Linked DNA regions of Ovis aries: region 2 is linked to region 1. Evidence: chromatin contacts called from public Hi-C data. All regions are on one chromosome and are shown on one strand. Each heading gives the region's core, a stretch centred on a gene start, on an enhancer-like site or on the middle of the called end of the contact. The rest is flanking DNA. Distances are from core to core; before and after follow the strand shown. Region 1 overlaps CRYBG1 (crystallin beta-gamma domain containing 1). Region 2 overlaps ATG5 (autophagy related 5).

What was found. Hi-C and Micro-C count contacts between places; a contact is called where the count stands out from the background.
Region 2: a contact with region 1 is called in a Hi-C map of liver, with 4 times the contacts expected there. The contact joins two enhancer-like sites. A contact is called at or near these places in 3 of 16 Hi-C or Micro-C datasets (blood, liver and tail adipose tissue).

Annotation. Positions count from the first base shown.
Region 1 is chr8:30,807,985-30,815,356 of ARS-UI_Ramb_v3.0, reverse strand. The region is part of intron 1 of CRYBG1 (crystallin beta-gamma domain containing 1); the gene reads left to right. Among named protein-coding and RNA genes, the nearest start is that of TRNAL-CAA, 13 kb to the right of the region's middle. Within about 2 kb of position 3,111, at least 4 of the 54 cell types and tissues checked have an H3K27ac peak or open chromatin away from gene starts, as enhancers often do. A contact at or near this core is called in liver, where this site is marked.
Region 2 is chr8:30,922,883-30,929,473 of ARS-UI_Ramb_v3.0, reverse strand. ATG5 (autophagy related 5) reads right to left here. Exons shown (of 10, transcript XM_042253358.2): 3 at 6,205-6,318. Among named protein-coding and RNA genes, the nearest start is that of TRNAS-GGA, 5.8 kb to the left of the region's middle. Within about 2 kb of position 3,068, at least 5 of the 54 cell types and tissues checked have an H3K27ac peak or open chromatin away from gene starts, as enhancers often do. A contact at or near this core is called in liver, where this site is marked.

The DNA.
Region 1 (7,372 bases), core at 1,862-4,361:
TCAAACAACTGCCAGGCATTTGGAAGTCCAGTAAGTCGAACATGATGAAATTGACAGTTATGAAAATTAAATGTAGAAGCTAACCTCCATAAGAATTATCTTGAAAAAGTAAAAAAGATATATAGAGACTCATCCTCATATTTTAAAATATTTTTTTTTTGTTTCACATTATCACCAAAGGTGGTTTACTACAGGCACCGGATTGTGTGTTGGAATGTTTTACTGTCTTACAAGTAACATTTGTATAACGGACTTTTGGACTCAGAGGGAGAGGGAGAGGGTGGGATGATTTGGGAGAATGGCATTCTAACATGTATACTATCATGTAAGAATTGAATCGCCAGTCTATGTCTGACGCAGGATGCAGCATGCTTGGGGCTGGTGCATGGGGATGACCCAGAGAGATGTTATGGGGAGGGAGGTGGGAGGGGGTTCATGTTTGGGAACGCATGTAAGAATTAAAGATTTTAAAATTAAAAAAAAAAATAAATAAAGACTAGATTCTCACTTCTAGTTTTATGAGGCTTATGGATCATCATATAGCAAGAACATATTGATTAGAGCCTTTACATCTCTGAATTACAGGTGTGAGAATTTTGAGAATATCTGATTTGTAAGAAAAATTAGTATTTGTGAGTTCAGGAAGTACAGCAGATGCTAAACATTTTTGGTGCAAGGAACAAATTACACAACTTCTCTGGAAACTTTACTGCTTCTAAAAATACTACAAAGTAATAATGTTTACAGCAACGCAATTATTATAAAAGCTCTAGGTTGACAAAGATAATTCTCTGAGTGCCTGAAAGAACTAACTAAGGCAGAGAAGTTCAGAGCCAGGTTCTTTAGGGACTCCAGAGTTTCATAAACTCTTACGAATTGTGGCTGGCACCACAGTCCTTTTGGACTAGTGAGCTAAGTGGGGCAAAGGTGAGCAAAGGAAGCAGATGATGCATAGTAAAGATGCTATAAAGTTGACCTGATGCTATAAAGGTGTGTGACATCACCACAGACTTGTGGAAAATAATAGTAGACATGCTAGACCAGCCTAGGAAGGAAGAGGAGCTTTTGAACCAAAGCTTTACATTGACATTATTTGAAACAGTCATAAATAGCAATAGTCTCTGCAAGCAGCTGTTGTAGTTATGAGTCAACCCCTCTTTGCAAAATGGGGCTTTGTATTCTTTCACCCAGGAAGCCCTTGCTAAATGTCTGTAATGTGACAGATGTTGTTGATGTGACAGAAACAGAGGGAGTTAGCCACATGGACCCCAAAAGGACTTACTGTCTGAGGCGAGAGAGTCGTCATGATTATGGTAAAGCTAAAATGTAGTAAAATTGCCTATAACATGAGGTGTGTAGGGAAGCTATGTTTGAAAAGGTGAACTGGGTCCAAAAGATGGAAGGGCTTGAATACTAAACTGTGGAGTTAAAACTCTTCTGTACAGTGTTGAACCATCTAATGGTTTTCAAACACAAATGTACACCAGGAAGATCAATCTATTTGTAACGTTGGAATGGGTTGGAGGATGCAGGAGAGACCCGATAGCAAATAGCTGGAAAACTCTCTAAATTGAAGAGGTAATGAAGTTAGGAAGTAGATGGTGGTAGTTAGAATAGACAGGGATAGATGGACCTCATACTGGTGAGGTGAAAGTATGTTCCATGTATTTATAACTGCTGCCCCATCACTTCTTCCTCCAAGGCTTATAGTAGTTTATCTTCAGTTAACAACGTAAATAAAGGAGGATTAAAAAAAAACTAAAGGAATAGTAGTGTCATAAGCCAGAGAGATAATTACTTTACAGATTGCATATTCATAAAGTTCTATATAATTCTATGTAATTACATTTATTCATGATCAGGTATACAGTCCACATTGTCTGAAAGACAACTGGTGAGGAAAAGGTTTTTTTTTCTTTTTTTTTTCTTTAACATATAAGAAAGAGAGAAACTTTCAGTCACTATAGGGAGAGTATTAAATAAGATGGTAGCTTACACCCTTCTCAGTTTTTCTGCAGTTTGCCTGACAAAGCGGCCCATGTGGCTGCATCTTTTGTGTCTCTCAAAGCAAGCTCAGGTGTGACGACAAAGCGCCCCTCACCAGTGACTGGAGGTTGAATGATGGGAGCAGAACTCAGGGTTGACTCCCAAGAGCTGTCCCTGGTGGCTTGGGGCTTGGTTTTCTGCCCTTGTACACAGAGCCATATTCTGCCAAGTTTCCTGCTCCTTGCCTGCTCCATGGTTATATAATCACCATTAGTTTTGTTTTGTGTTGCAAAAGATAGCAATTTAAAATTCTCTTGCATTAGGTATTTGTTATTTATGACCTTAGCAAAGGCATGAGTCTTTCTTTGGGGATTATACGTGCCATCAAAAGAAGACCTACATTTTCTCTGCCATTAGATTATAGGAATTTGACAGCCTTAGAAGAAAAATGCCAGCAACCAAGAAACTTTTTTCTATTTTTACAACTAAAAACCAACCTTGTTCAATTTGAATATTATAAAGAGATGTGGGGGAAAAGGCCAGGATTTTTAGCACCTCTGAGTGAAAGTGAAAGTTGCTCAGTCATGTCCGACTCTTTGCGACACTATATAGTCCATGGAATTCTCCAGGCCAGAATACTGGAATAGGTAGCCGTTCCCTTCTCCAGGAGATCTTCCCAACCCAGGGATTGAACCCAGGTCTCCCACATTGCAGGCAGGTTCTATACCAGCTGAGCTACCAGGGAAGCCCTCAGTGACTCTAAGAGAGATCATGTGCAGTCATTAATGAAACACAAGATTTGTGATAAACCTAAGCCCTTCCTTGAGACCCAGACCAAGGTCCTCAGTTCCTCAGGGCTTAGGGCAGTGATTCCTGGGTGGTTTGGGTCCCTGGTCCTCTGTTCTTGCTCAGATTGAGACTCTTCTTTCCTCTGGAACAAATACTAATAAAGCCAAACTTGACTGAGCTCATCCTGGTTCCAGGGGCAGGAGTGAGGGAGGGGGGTGCTTCACAGTTTATTAGTCTTGGGAAGTGATCACAAATGACAAAAATTGACATATTATTTATTGGTCCTGAGACAGCTTGGTTAAATTTCACTAACTCTGCAGCACCCAAAGCCTAGATTTCACAACATGGAATTATAAGGGCAAAAGTCCCCAGGCTCTGTTGGAGAGAAAGTGATCTGCATTCCCAGTGGTCAGATAGGAGGGGAACTTGGACAAATATGAGGGGAACTCTCCTACACGGCACATTGGGAGATAGCTCCCAGCTTTCTAGCTGCCATTTAAAACATCTGGTTTAGTGATATACACTGCACTGCGGTTTTATGGCCACTGGTTTTTTTTTTTTTTCCCTTGGTTATTTATAGTTGGGTTTATATTCTGTTTCAGAAATGATAACTGAAAAATGGTTTGTTTTATGGAAATAATGAGCTATAGAAAAATGTTTTATTATTTGTTTGTGGCATCTGCTAGTTTGCTTGGCAGTGCATTACAATAAATATCTATCTTGCTTTAAAAATAAAAAAATCAAGGGGCCCGGAAAGTTAGAAACAATAGAGACGAGCCAGACCAGGGAGTTTTGTTGTTGTTGTTGTTTCGTTGCTATGTTACATTCAACTCTTTGCGACCTCATGAACTGTGGCCCACTAGGCTCCTCTGCCCATGGGATTTCCCAGGCAAGAATACTAGAGTGGGTTGCCATTTTCTTCTCCAGGGGTTCTTCCCGACCAGAGATTGAACCTGTGCCTCCTGGGTCTGCAGCATTGTCAGGCAGATTCTTTACCACTGAGTCACCAGGGACACCCCCAGAAAGTTTTTACAAAAACACGACTAAAAAAGATGATAAAATTGAAACTTGTGTAACACTAGATGGCAGCGCTTCTGCATTAAAAGCTATTACCATTTGCTGACACAAAATACTTGGATTAATGATGTAGTATTTTTTATATGTCTTAAACTATCAGGGTGTTTTGGATTTTCAAAACGTGGATGAGCATAGAGAGTTTATAATTTATCCATCCAACTGAGGATTTGTGACCATGAAACTCGTCTGCAGAGAATTTGAAATCAGTCTCTAAACTGGGAGTTAGGTTCTCTACCCTTATCAAAATAGCTGATACTTATTGAGCACCTGTTATGGAGCAGTACTAGACTAAGTGTTTTGTGTTACCTAAGTTAATTCTCATGACAATCTGATTATAATCCCTGTTTTGCAAATGAGGAAACAGGCTGCAAGAAGTTAAGGAACGAGCCAAGATCACATGGGTAATGGCTAGGTTGGTATGACTGAAATCTGTTTATACATTGCTATATTTCATGTCTCATTTACATGAGAAAAATACAAACTTGAATACAACATTGCTTTTGAAGGGAAAACCCATTCTGTAAATCCAAAATCCTTGGTTTTCCAAGAGAAATATATTAGTTTTTTGTTTGTTTTCCGGCAGTGGGATAGATTGGTGTGGTTCTATTGTCACACTGACATTAGCTGACTCTTGGTGAGCCTTGGCAGAGAAGCCTAGCATTAGTTCCACGCACATGGGTAAGCAGCAGGCCCAGAGCCCTGCCAGCCTCGTGGTTTCTCAGAGCCAATGTCTCCTCAAATGTGCAATGAGGGACTGCACCAGGTAATCACTAGGGGCCTTTCCAGGCCTAGAATTATCTGACGGTATGTCCATAATCTGATACAGGGCCTCATATTAATTAGCAGGATTACTCCATATATGTTAGCTCCCTACCATTTAGCAATTGCCTCAATGAAATATTAATACTACTACACATTCTATTTAGTGCTGCTTGTTAATAAATTAAAAGTTTCCTCCCTTCCTTTCTGGCCAGCAAACTTATGTAGCCTTATAACCACAGTCTTAATTCAGAGGAGTGGCTCTAATATCTGGTGTTTTCAGCTCTCTTGGCCGCACCTTTTTTTGTTCAAGTTACAGCTCTGAGGCTTATTAGAACACACCAAGAGTTCTTTAAGTAGCCACTGGATGGCAGTAGAGCATCAATTTATACCCTAGTTGTTGAGTCGCTAAGGCCTGTCCAGCTCTGCAACCCCATGGACTGCAGCACTGCAGGCCTCCCTGTCCTTCCCCATCTCCCAAAGTTTGCTCAAACTCATGTCCATTGAGTCGGTGATGCCATCCAACATCACAGAGGTGATCTCATCCTCTGTCACTCCTTTTTCCTCCTGCCCTCAATCTTTCCTAGCAGCAGGGTCTTTTTCAAAGAACTGAAGCTTCAGCTTTAGCATCAGTCCTTCCAGAGTCTGGTCTTCAGGGTTGATTCTTTTAAGATTCACTGGTTTGATTTCCTTGCTGTCCAAGGAACTCTCAAAAGTCTTCTCCAGGACCATAGTTCTAAAGTATCAATTCTTCATTGCTCAGCTTTCTTTATGGTCCAATTCTCACATTCATGGCCTAGAAATCTTTTGTGCCTCATTTGTTTTACATGTACATTATCTTTGAACCAAGAATTATTAGATAGAGAAACTCATAATTTGCTTTATATTGGGCTACATATGTTAAAATGCTCAAGGAGCAGCTTGATGAAGCCGACCTGATCAGGAAAAACCTGAGGTGGATTTATAGGAAACAAAAGCTAAAGTTTCATGGGCAACTTCAGCGCATGGGACCCTAGTGCTATATATTTTGAAAAAGTAGGATACTTTGTTTTCTTTTTCAAGAGGGCCCCAAAATTATATTCTCCTCAAGCCTCACAAAGCTTGTATTTGCCTGGAAATAACCATAAATAACTTTTAATTTAGGAAAGGGCCAACCATTGTATTATTATTAATTTTATACCAACTTAGTCTCCAAGGAGAAGCATAGTAGAAAAGCTTTTGTGATTCATATATACAAATAATATGTATAATATATGTTTTAGAAAACTTATGAATTTTTGACATTTGAAAAAATGTCATAAAAATTTATGACATTTGATTCCACTTGTTTGACTTGATGTGAATAGAATGCTAGATTTCTAATTTAAAAACTAGATATGCAATAAGCAACAAAGGTTTACTGTATAGCACAGGGAACTATATTCAGTATTTTGTAATAACCTGTAATGGAAATAATTTTAAAAATAATGTATGTGTATGTGTAACTGAATCACCTTGCTGTGCACCTGAAATATTGTAAGTCAACTATACTCCAATAAAATATATATATTAAGGAAAAAACTCCAAGAAAGGAAATATGGCTTTGAAAGCAAACCAGATAAAAAAAGGAACAGAAAATAATGCAATAAGTGGGCCAGTATTCCACTTATGAGTCTGAGTAAAATAAAGTACTTAACACCGAAACTCCCTTCACTCTGGCAGGATAATACCTGTACTAAGAGAAAGAAAGACTGTAAACTAGCCAGTTAGATTTTCCACTGATAAAACTCCAGACTAGTATGGCAATTTGGGGTGGGGAGGGGGATTTTATTTTGTTTTTTAACCCCAGAAATAATGTGCTTAATAACAGACCAGTAGTGATTATTCAGAAAGGAAGCTCTATTTCCATTTATAAATCTTAGATTTCTCCCAGGGGGCCATACTTAGCCTTTCTTACAACCACCTGCAGCCTACTCATCAGGAGTTAAACTGAAAATATATCCTTTGAAAAAGAAAAATGAACTTTTCAATTGGTCTTTCTGGTTGCAAACACTTGTTAAGATCGCCTTTTAAGCTAGGGAAACTTGAGCCAACTCATTTGAAAAGACCCTGATGCTGGGAAAGTTTGAGGGCAAGAGAAGAAAGGGGCAACAGAGGATGAGATGGTTGGAGGGCATCGCTGAGTCAATGGACATGAGTTTGAGCAAACTCCCAGAGATAGTGAAGGACCAGGAAGCCTGGCATGCTGCAGTTCATGGGGTGACAAAGAGTCGGACACGGCTTAACGACTGAACAACAACAACAAGGGGGATTTATCTATGTCTAGCTTTGTCTGTAACTGTTATTCACGATTGAAATATTTTGTCCACATGATGAGCTCCTATGTCTACTATATCTTAATGTCCTGAGGGTTTGGAGTGGGTTTCCTAACCTTTACTTTGTATGATACATGAAAGGAGATATAAAAATGGTTGCTGAAACAATGAGAGCTAGATATTACTTAAATTACTGTAGGGCCCAGGGCCCCCTTCAGCACGATTCTAGGTATTTTATGTCTGTGTAATGTTTTGTGAAGGTTGCATTTCAGGAGACAGACTTGTGTAATATGTTTGCTGGGAGTAGAAATTCTGTGCCTGACACTAGAGAGGAACTAGAAAATGTGTCTGGGGCGAGAAGCTCCTAAAACGGAACTCAGCTTGCAAAACCCTCTGAGCCCACACACCCTGTGGCCTTTCTTTACCTCCCAACTGAGCCCTGGAGCCAACTTCGAATTAATGATGCC
Region 2 (6,591 bases), core at 1,819-4,318, 110 kb before region 1:
ATTTCACAAGACAGTTCAGGTGATAGAAAGTTTTCTCTGATCCACTTAATCTAGGTTAGGTGCGCTTCAACATTTCCTCAATCATTTTTTTCAAATCCCTAATGTCAGCACAATGCCTGTCATTCAGTAAATATGGAAATAAAATAAGCAGAACATGAGCTTTCTTCTATGATTCCCATCACTTTCCCCTTAGGAACTAAATTCTTTCTCATGGCCTAGAGTTTAGGTAGAAAGTGATTTCCTTTATTACTTTGTCAATTTCCAAATGATCAACAAGGAAAGCTGAAAGTGATTGAGATACTCTGTTGTTAGTGGAGTGGGAGTCCCACAGTGGCCTGTGAATCAGGGTCTCCATCACTGCTCCCTCCTGTCTTGGTGCCAGTTGTGTAGTCTGCTTGCAGAAGGCGCTTTTGCTTCTTCCGTACGGTCTCCAGCTCTGCAGTGTATTCCCAGAACACAATCATATGTCTGTTCTCCCAACCTTTAATCTTTACTCAAGCAATACCCCTCAGCTGGTGCTACAATGGAAACTCCTAGAAAGCAGGGATGAATATGAATCTGCATCTATGAACAAATGCAAATGAGTCCTACAGGTGGGCTCTGGACCACTGATTTGACATCATGATGTACTCTAACCTGCTTTGGGATACACACTGTGATGCTATGCATATGCTAGTTTAAGCTTCATTGAAATGGCAACCCACTCCAGTGTTCTTGCCTGGAGAATCCCACGGACGGGGGAGCCTGGTGGGCTGCTGTCTATGGGGTCACACAGAGTCGGACATGACTGAAGTTACTTAGAAGCAGAAGCAGCATTGTTGCCCAAACTGAGAATGCCATACTCCAGAAGTGTCAAGGTACCAACACATCAGAAAGACCACACTCCAGAAGCAGCTGTTGCCAAGAACATCTGTCATCCCTCCACAGTCCTGATCCATACCACATGGCCTGCTAATTAGCATAGTGCTGTCAGAAACAGGTTTTTATTTTTGGCTCCTCAAAAGTAAGATAAATGTTAGAAATGAGATCTCATTTATGCAATTAGCAATATTTAAGATATGTGGATTGACTAAAACATTTTAGAGATTCTTGCCACCCTTGAAGGAACAAAGTGTGGGAATCCATGAAGCCTGCAGCTTGATCCCTGCAGCTTGATTTTGTCTTCTATAGAGATTACAGAATTCAGCCACAGGAAGGATGTTAAAGCTGCCTCAAGATTAGATTTTTCAGAACAAAGTGCTGAGAGCACCGTAAAGGGCAGAGAGTTGGGATCTTACATAGCTTATACAGCCGGTTGTATTAATGAGTGTCTGTGGGTGCACTGGAATCTGATCTAAAATTGACTTTCATTATAATCCCATATCCAGATTATGGGAAATGATTAATCCTCGCCAGCCTCAACTTCTTTAGTAGCTATGTTTATTTATGGAAAAAAAACCTAACAGTTATACATGATCAAATTAATCTTGGTCAGTAAGGAAGAGTGGCAGATATCCACTCTGTCCCTGAAAATGTTTCTTTATTTAAAAAAAAGTTATTTATTTATATGGTCTTAATTTTGGCATGTTCACTGGGGGTGTAGTGTCTTAGCCACCAGACCACCATGGAAGCCCCTAAAATGTTTCTTAAATTCTAAAAAAGAAAAAAAAAAGGTAATGCTTTAAAAAAATTTGGATTTCTGGCTTCTTCTGGAATCTGGAAACCCTGGGCCCGCATTCTCACATGGCACCCGAGTGCTAGAGGCGAGATATAGTTGCCTCCTTTCAGACTGGGAGTGACCTCGCCAGTGTCCACTGTCCCCATGCTATCACTCTACCTCAGTTGAACATAAATATTTATGTTGAACAAAAGACCAAAACAACCAGGCCAGAATGCATTAGACTGAATAATTTAACACACATTGTGATCATATTTATGGTTCTAAGTTTTTGTTGTTGTTCACTTGCTAAGCTGTGTCCAACTCTTTGTGACCCCATGGACTGCAACACACCAGGCTTCCCTGTCTTTCACTGTTTCCCAGAGTTTGCTCAAATTCATGTCCATGGAGTTAGTGCTGCTATCTAACCATCTCATCCTCTGCTTCCCGCTTCTCCCTGCTTCAGGGTCTTTTTCAATGAGTTGGCTCTATACATCAGGTGGCCAATGTGTTGGAGCTTCAGCTTCAGCTTGAGCATCTAAGTTTTTACCTTTAGAAAATTCTAAGGACACATGCTTGGAAGTTGGGAAAGTATCACTATATAATATTTGCTCCTATGAGATGAGAGAACATTTGGAGGATTCAAATATTACTGTGAGACTTTCAGAGCTCAACAATCATAGGCAGTCCATTTGTGTCCATTCAGCTGGCATTCTAAAATGAATCCAGGAACTGGGCAGAGAGACTCCTTTAACTTTAGTGATAGCTTTTCCTTCACTGTGACAAATTTTCATTCAGTCATTTAAACATTTCTTGAGTTCACATAATTAGGTGCTTGGTAAAGTGAAAATAACTCTTAAGCAACAGCAAAGGAACCCCTCAAATTTCAATACATGAATATATTATTATACTTTAAAATCGCAAGTTGGATCAGTTTTCCTATGATTACCATGTCAACTATTTAGTACCAGATGTAATTCCATTGCTTCAGATAAAATGTGGGTTTCTGTTGAAACTATTATAAGACTATGATTCTAGTTAGTACTATCTACTCGCCTACACAGATTCTGTAGGAGTGAATAAAAACAACATGCCAAATATTATTTGGAAACATATATACATTCATAACTAGTATGCATTTGTGTTTTAATTTTTGGTCTCCTCAATTAACATTATTCTTAAAAAATCTTTGAATTAGATTATGTGATGGTTCCTATAGGAATATTTCTCTATGAACAGCTCTTTTTAAAAACTGGGGCAAGTCAGTCAGGCAGTTTTTCAATTTGTCTTTTCAAAAACAGAAAAATAGTCTGGGAAGTGTAAAATTTAAGGGGAAGTCTTAAAAAAACACAATCAGGCTAAACAGCCTGATTCCTGAAACAGAAAAAGAAATCCTTGCAATAACACGTTGCTGTCACCAGGTGTCACAATCAACCTGATACAAAGCTCAGAGCTCTCCTACCTGCAAGGCCAGTCAACAGCACCCTCAGTGATGTAATAGCCTGTTTCCCAATAGGGAACTTCTGGTTATTGCAAGAGGTTTTGTGAAATCCTTAAAAAGTTGTCACAACAAAATTATTTTAATTAAAAAAAACACTTTCTAAACTTTGTCAGTATTGACAAAATTCCTTCAAATCCATTCCCTTTGTTCTTGGATCATAAGCTAGGGCAGTATAGCACAGCTGAGGACGTGCAGGCATGCCCAGTCGTGTCCGATTCTTTTTGACCCCACAGAACTGTAGCCCTCTAGGCTCCTCTGTCCATGGAATTTTCCAGGCAAGAATACTGGAGTGGGTTTTCATTTCGTACTCCAAGGGATCAAAACTGCATCTCTTGCATCTCCTGTATTGGCAGATGGGTTCTTTACCACTGTGCTACCTGGGAACCTCTATAGCTGAGGACTTGCACTTTTAAATCCCATGTCTGACATCTGCTACCTGTATGCTGCTGCTGCTGCTAAGTTGCTTCGGTCATGTCCGACTCTGTGCGACCCCATAGCCCTAGACAAAATTATTTAATAAAGGCTACAAAATTCCACAGAGCTAGTGCAAAATGAAAATGAGGGCCCTTCATTAAGAAAAGGGATTTCAGAATAGTGACAGCAGGCCCTGCGTGGTACAACAGGTCACACGCGCAAGAATTTGACTCTTATGTAACTTCTCCATGTCTCCACTTTTCCATTTTCCTCATGGTTGAATGAGAATAATGGTAGCACCTGCTTCACAGACTTGTTATGAAGATCAGGTAGGATAATGCACATAAAACATTCATCACAGTGCTTAGTACATAGTGAGCTCGCAATAAACAGGAGCTGGTGCCTTTATGTCCGTCAGACGCTGTGCCTCCCCTCCCCTGCACCAACCCTTTTTACAATCTGCTGCCAGAATAATCTTCTTTAGCACAGTTCTAATGTGTCACTGCCCTGTTTTTTTTTATGAAAACCAAGTGCTCACTGCCTACAGAATAAAATCTAAATCTCCTGGACTAACCTTATCCAGTTTTCAGATTCGTCACCCATCACTTGTCTGGTTCCCTGGTCTCTCTCTGACCTCTGTCCCACATTCTGTGTCTTTCCTGACCCTGTTCCTTCTGCTGGAAATGCTCTCTCCCCCCGACTATAAGGAAAACACAGGAATTGCAGTCACAATTCTTCTTCTATCTTAGAACTGCTTACTATGTAGTCTGGGAAACAGAATATTACACCGAGATTCAGCAAGAATGCAAGACAAGGTGAAAAGACTAGTTAAGGCGGGGGGAAATGTCTTAAAAGTTTAGAATTAGAAGTCATAACTGCAGTGGCACTTTTTAAAGCATTTTGTTTCATAGTTTATTAATGATTACTATATTATACATAGACTCTATGTTATGAGTATTAAAATGATGGATTCTTTTTCAAAAATTTAATTCATATCCTTAGGTTATTAAATGCTAAACTTAAAATCAGGGAAAACATATACTTTTAATTCATATGTTTTAGAACAGTTTTAAGTTTACCCCAAATTGAACAGAAAGTCCAGGAAGTTCCCATATACCCTGTCTCCACACATACACAACTTCTTCCACTATGATATCCTGCAACAGTGCATTTGTTACCATTGATGAACCCAGCTTTACACATCTTTTTCACCCAAAGTCCAGGTTTACATTACGGCTTACTCTTGATATAGTCAGAGGGGCTGAACATGAGTTTGTTCAAATGTATAATGACAGGTATTTGCCATTATATTTTCATGCAGAGTTGTTTCACTGTCCTGAAAATCCTCTTCACTCTGTCTGTTCATCCCTCCCTCCTCCAAACCCGTGGAGCCACAGATCACTTTATGTCTCCACAGTTTTAAGTTTTTGAAAATGTTGTATGGTTGGCATAATAAAGTAAGAGGCCTTTTAGATTGGCTTCTTTCAGTTAGCAACATCTATTTAAATTTTTTCATGTCTTTGCAGGTTGCAGTGTTTTTTAAATAAACTTTCAAATGAAAGTCATATTTAATTACACTGAGTTAAATATTTAGAGGAGTTCTCTTTTTTACTTTAAAAGGTACTATTTTTTTTTTAAGATGCACATTTATCGACAACTCTTGAGACTTCTCGAACAGTCCAGTGGTTAAGACTCCACCTTCCAGTGCAGAGTGTGCAGGTTCCCTGGTCAGAGAGCTGAGATCCCACATGACTCTCAGCCAGAAAAGCAAAACATAAAACAAGCAATACTGTAACAAATTCAGTAAAGACTTAAAAAAAAATTGTTGATGGTCCACATCAACAACTCTTGTGTTGGGGCCTTTCTGTGGGATAATTTGTCCACATACATTAAATATTGGAATTGTCATCCCAGAGATGCTGTATTCCTAAAGGCTCTCTCAATTTTAGGGACAAGTGTGATAGTTTAAAACATTGATTTTTTTTTTTCGCTTTAAGTATTCAGTTTGCCTAGAAATAAAGTTGTGGAATAACTGCTGAATTTTTTTAAAGCCCATTTTATAACCATTACCCTTTCACATTCACCTCCCAGATCTGATGGCATGGTCAGTCCATACCTTTCTCCTTTATCTTTCTTCTTAAGTGGTGTCACTACCATACATGCCATGTTTTTCTAAACACTACCACTGAAATGCTCTGTAGCCATCCTTGTGTTCTATGAGCCACTTATTGCCTTGGGCTTTACAGGATTGTCATGATTTAGGGGAATGAGAGAGAAAGGGAAGGTACAGGTATTTCAGGAAAAGAATAAAGAATGATCGAAAGCAGGGATGAAACATGTTCATGCCTGAGTGCTCTGAGTGTATTTTATTCTGTAAATGTAAGAGGCCCTATGACAGGAGGTTAGACAATTCATCATATACATTGGTTAGTTAGCTGGTTAATGTTTACAGAGCATACTATGTGCTGGGCACAATTCTGTAATGTTTTTCTAATCCTGTAACTAGAATCTTAGTGCTTATACAATTTGGGAAGTCCTCTTTGGAAAATATACATATTCACAAAGAAATTACAAATAACAAAATTGCAAGTGACCCTAGAAAGGGCCCGTGTAAATGAAGAGACCTGAAAATTTAGCCTCACAGTAAACTCACCTTCGTTTCTAATGACTGAGAAACCGAAGTGAAGAAGCAAGCTCCAGGCAGCCCAGTTCTTCACCTCTCACAGGTCTCCAGGACTGCTTCTTGTTCCATGATTCCAGTTTCTCCCTAGAAAAACAGTTCATCTCGGCTATGTTGCCATTAGAGCAAAGGGCAAAATTAAACAAGAAGCTTTCATGTTCTGATTGCCACACACACATTTCCACCCACCATTTATGCACGCTGATTTTATTCACTGCCTTGTTCTAGGCAGGTTTTCTAACATTCTTTTCACTGAACCATAACAACCATAATATGAAATTTCTGTATCCCTGAAAGACACATACAAATAAAGCATCATCTTCTCCCCCACCTCTATACTTTCCCAGCAGTCTATAAAGA